2 separate regions of the Capsicum annuum genome follow, and region 1 is linked to region 2. A link is a contact called in public Hi-C data. All regions are on one chromosome and are shown on one strand. Each heading gives the region's core, a stretch centred on a gene start, on an enhancer-like site or on the middle of the called end of the contact. The rest is flanking DNA. Distances are from core to core; before and after follow the strand shown. Region 1 overlaps LOC107838938 (a long non-coding RNA gene). Region 2 has its middle 5.1 kb from the start of LOC107838939.

What was found. Hi-C and Micro-C count contacts between places; a contact is called where the count stands out from the background.
Region 1: a contact with region 2 is called in a Hi-C map of leaf, with 2.3 times the contacts expected there. The contact joins two enhancer-like sites. A contact is called at or near these places in 2 of 5 Hi-C or Micro-C datasets (leaf and placenta).

The regions. Positions count from the first base shown.
Region 1 is chr8:84,054,886-84,057,585 of UCD10Xv1.1, reverse strand. LOC107838938 (a long non-coding RNA gene) reads left to right here. Exons shown (of 9, transcript XR_001664906.2): 7 at 1-144; 8 at 253-486; 9 at 1,375-1,886. Among protein-coding and RNA genes, the nearest start is that of LOC107838938, 6.3 kb to the left of the region's middle. Within about 2 kb of position 1,450, at least 3 of the 5 cell types and tissues checked have an H3K27ac peak or open chromatin away from gene starts, as enhancers often do. A contact at or near this core is called in leaf, where this site is marked.
Region 2 is chr8:83,801,308-83,804,007 of UCD10Xv1.1, reverse strand. No RefSeq gene overlaps it. Among protein-coding and RNA genes, the nearest start is that of LOC107838939, 5.1 kb to the right of the region's middle. Within about 2 kb of position 1,342, at least 1 of the 5 cell types and tissues checked has an H3K27ac peak or open chromatin away from gene starts, as enhancers often do. A contact at or near this core is called in leaf, where this site is marked.

The DNA of each region.
Region 1 (2,700 bases), core at 201-2,700, 250 kb before region 2:
ATGAAAATGGATTGGGAAAACAATTTAGCAACAGTAAGTATACATTCAATCAAAGATTTGATGATCCATTACTGCATTGATTTGCTTCACCAGACCCAAGGCTCTTTCATAAACAACCTCTCTATCTCCTTCAAAGAAGTAGGGGTAAGGGCTACATATGTACACTCTATTCTCCCTAAATCTTACTTTATGTGATTACATGGGACATGTTGTTGTTATCATAGATTTGATGATCCAATGCCTCTAATACAGGATGCTGGAACATGAAAATGGATCAAGAAAACAACTTGGTAGAAGATTGACATGAAATCCTTGGCAGAATCACTGAGATATCACATGAAGAGAGACGTCAAAATTTTGACTGTGAATGACGGAGGCGTTGTTTACTATTGAAGCAGAACGGTGACTGGAAATTATTTGTATCATACTACAGAGGTGTTCAGTGATGAAAATCCAAATGGTTCCATTGTTCTGTGAACAATTCTGGTAAGTGTTTAGAAACTTTTCTAGAAGTATTATTGTAATTGCAAATACTCATGATTGATTTCATATATTAGCAAAATTAATGCATGCACAACCTACTGCTTTTCTACATTCTTATTATTTCGCATTTTTTTTAATGTTATAAAGTGTGTTTCTTTGTTTTTCCCCTTCTGCATTCGGAAAGAGCTAAAGTAGTAATTCTTATTTGGGATTTTAGAAAAAGATGTGTAAAGTGCTTTGTTCTGATCATTCTGGTGATTTTCTCAAACATGTTGATATGCAAATCAATATTCTTGGTGTCTATGTTGCTCGGACTCTTTCGATCTGTTATAGGATGTGGATCCTCTAAAATTAGTATACCTCTGGAGGATCCAACACAGTTGTGGTAATATTTTTTTAGAGTTTGAACAACATATCTTGGTGTAACCTTTTTTTGCTTTTTTCTTCTTAAAAATTGCATTTTTCATATCATTGTATATTTATTGTTTGCAATATTATAATATGAAATAAGCAAAGTCACAGATTACTCAAACATAAAGTTTATAGGATACCTGAGAAGTTTGTGAAGTAGTGATTTACTTGTATGTAATTGATAGTTGAGATTTACGCAAATTAAAGTTTGTGGCCTTAAATTAAAGTTGTGTCAAATGTACCAAAATACCCTTTAATCTTGTGGTCCTAAACATGCCATGTGGAAAGTTGAAATTAAAGTATTGCCAAAAAAGGAAAGGAGTATTCTTTTTTAAACGTACTAAAAAGGAAAGTAGGTCATTCTTTTTCAAACGGAGGGAGTAATACAAATACAAAGTAAAAAATCTAAAACTCTCAACACTTAGTCTTTGATAAAAATAATAATCAAGCCCATTTCAACGTCAGCGTCCTCTTTTACAGTCACTGTCCAGACCCAAGGTGGATGCTGCATCTGTATTTGCTCGATGGCTTATTTCTGAGTTCTTGGAGTGTCCTCTAGTATGTATGATTAATAATGTGCAAGTAATGAACAAGTGGCAGGAGGTGCTTATAGTGTCGTCGTCGTGTTATTGACGTTTTGTCGACTCTAATCTATGTTTGAGGGGAAAACTCGAATAACCGGGGGACCTATGCTAGCAAGGCAACAACCATAGATGACTTGTGTGCGTAACTGATGAACTTTAAGCTATTACACATTATATTTTCAGGGATTGTATCTTCTTGTTTAATCATATTTGATAGGAATATGTTGACCTTTTTGTTTGAGAATTAATACTCTGCGAATCATTGTCCCATTAGTTGAAGAGGTTTCTCCATTGTGGTGTAATTGTGATTACCAAAAAGTATTAAGGACTATCCTATAAAGCTTGGAGGATGTTCGAATAATCTATTTCTCGAAATATGCTAATTTGATATGTTAATCTTTTGTTAAACCATGTGGAATCAACTTTATTAGAACTATGATAAATACTATGTATAGAACTTGCGGTATGTATCTTGCAACTCGCAACTTGCGGAATATTACATGTGGAATCAACTTGGAATATTAGATGTGTGGGTCTATTTTGCAAGGTTCAGTCAGATCTTGTAACCTTTTTCGATGGAAAATACTTTCAAGTAGTTTTATGTTTTAATATATTTATGTTTTACAACCTTATAATTCGAATTGAAATCAATCTAACGTATCGGACATAATCAATTCTTAATGTTGGGCCTGTACTGTCATGGGCCGTGCTCCTCTAGTAGTCACATAACATATGATGATACTGTTACAAGACGTATAATTCAATTCCATGTCAATTTGGATTGTGTTTATAAAATAATATGTCTAACCGGTCATCTTCTAATAAATATGACATCAAACTATTGTAATTACATGAGCACTTTTTCCTCATATCTTCTAATAAATATGACATCAAACTATTGTAATTACATGAGCACTTTTTCCTCATATGTTAATAATTTGAGAATTTTCTGATTATTAAATATTAGTATTAGTATTCATGCGACGTACGAATAATATTTAACAAAAATAAATTTGCAAATTTATCAAATAAATAAATGGGCATAAAATTTTTCTCTGTGTCAACCAACCAAGACTATTGAAGTGTGGTTCCGTTGAGGTTGATGATTATCCATCGTTTAACATCATCAGTTGTTTGAGAGTGAATATTGTTGGTGATTCAAAGTGTTGTACTCAACTTTTTTAGGTCATTTTCACGAGTTTTATTCAACTTACTTCACATT
Region 2 (2,700 bases), core at 93-2,592:
ATCTTTTGACTCGATTGGTTGGGAAATCACCAAGGATTTTTCGTTACTAAGCTCGTCATCATAGATTGGTTTCTCTTTTTGGTCAACCTTTTCTTGAAAAGTGGGCAAGGAAGTTGTATTTTCAAGGCTTGTCTCCTTGCTAATTTCCTCTATCTTGACAATTTCCCTTCCAAATGCCTTATTGAATTGATGTATGTCTTGCACATTCTCCCCCATTGTAGTTACCCAGTCCAAAATAGTTTGAAGCATTGCTTCAAAACTATTGGACCCAGTATGTTGCTCTTCCTTCTTCTCATCATCATAAGACCTATCAAACTCATAAGATGACCTAGCATTTCAATTAGAATAACAAGGGGAGGGGGAATTTGGGAAATCACTCCAATATCCATCTTGACCACCACATAAACAACAATCATACCCTAATATGATTGAGATGATGATTCCATCTCTCTCCCAGGAGCATATCTACAATCTCCCCAAAGGTGGATCTATCACAATATGGACATAGATAATCAAGATAGGGCTTCGAACTACCAAAATCATAGTATTCTCGAGATGCCATAGAGAAGACTATACAAAAATAAAAAATCTAATATATAAAATCCTACTGAATGGGCAACCTAAAGGCTATTTTAGATCCTACATGGGTTTGAAATAGTGAGATCCTTTATCTCCTTCCCTCACTGGAGGAGGAGTTTAAGATGTTTTCCATACCAAGGGGAAGCCCAAAAATCAATCACCTTGGTTTTGAAGATGATGTAATCATATTATGCAAGACTGATTTAGGCACACTACAAAGAGTCACATTAACTTTAGAGATGTATGAGCTTGTATTAGGGAAAAAGATTTATAAGGAGAAGAGTGCAATATATTTGCATAAAGGTGTTTCCTAAGGAATAGTAGTGATGACAAAGGTAGCTACAGGTATTCTAAGAAAACATTTTCCTTTTACTTACCTTGGATGTCCTACTTTTCACAAGAGGAAGAAGAAGGATTACTATCAACATATCATGAACAGGAAAAGTAGTACGCTGCAAGGATGGAAGGGAATGATACTATCATATAGAGGGAGAGCCATACTAATCAAGAATGTCTTGCAAAGTATACATGTCCATTGCCAATCAGTCGTGAATCCACCTATGAATGTGATGACTACTATTCAGAAAATGCTAGCTTAATTTTTGTGGACTAATCATATAGAAGGAAGGAGTAGACATTGAGTAAGATGGAAAAATTTATGCCTACCAGAGAAAGAAGGTAAGACTTGGATTTAGATTGCTACAGGATATGGTTATGGCTCTCTTTTGAAAGTTTTGGTGGAATTTCTGAACAAAAGAGTCTATTTGGAGCACTTATGCAAAGTAAGTACTGCAAAAGAGAGCACCCTAATATGGTGATGTGGAAAACTGGTTCAGGATCACAAGAATGGAAAAAGATATCACAGGCCAGGTACTTAGTAGAACACCAAATATTATGGCAAACTAGAATAGGTATTTCTAGTATATGGTTTTATAATTGGACAACTTACAGGAGACTTATACACAAAAAATTAGGATTGCAGAGAATCGGATGACAGATAACAATGTGTTGACTGATTTAATGCTAAACGGAAATTGTAATGATCACTTGATCGCTGAGATATTTCCAAATGAATTTGGATAAAATAAAATATCCAGTCATTACTGTTTTGCGAAAATTTTGACTTTTTAGAAGAGTCGCCACTTAATTTTGAAAAAGAATTAATAAACCTTTATAAATACTTTAAACGATCCAAAACAGAAAAATCGTTTAAGTTTGAAAGATTCTGAGTAAGCGGTTCCTATTAACACTTTAGAAAGGTATTAGACACCTAAAACACCTGCTAGCTTGCGGTTATCCAAACTATTTGAAAAAAATATCTTTTGATCAACTTTGAAAAGATTGATTTGTTGAAAATGATCTATTTTTCAGAAAAGACTAGTATAAAATAGATTTAGGCTAGAGATTTCAACTAAGTCTAAACAGAACTAATAAACAAATAAACACATGAAAAGGGGAAGGGAGGAGAAAGTAAAAGATATTAGGCCATTGGACCCAAATCAATGAGACTTATCCTAGTCTAATTAGACTTTCGACCCATTTCACCTGTCCTAATCTAGTTTTCGAACCTTTGGCTTGAGCTCGTTCCACTTGTATTTGTTTACAAATTTGGCTTCGATGCCCAAACGAATAACTAAAGAAATAAATAAATAAATAAATACGACAACAATAAATAAATAACAACAAAGAAATAAACAGAAATGAGGCTCGGGTTTCATCGTCGCTTCAAGAATGGGACTTTAACCCATTTCCCTTCTTTCAATTCCTTGTATCCATATGCTATGTAACCGACTTTGGATTTCTTTTTGGGCTTGACCCGATAGGCATAGTGGGCCCCAATGGCCCATTTAGATGCAAAGGGAAAGAGCCCATTGGGGCTCCGAAATGGATTTACATGCAAAGATAGAAGAAATAAAATACATTAACATATATTCGACAAAGTAAGAAGAAAGGAAAAGTAAAGGAAATCAATGCATGCTCAACCAAAGTAGGAAACTAGAATGGTTAATACATGGTTAATAGGAGGAGAAAAAAATGATAATTAAGACGTGATCAACAAAGAAAGAAATAAGAATTAACACGTGATTAACTAAAAGAAACAATGTAATACGATCCTAATCA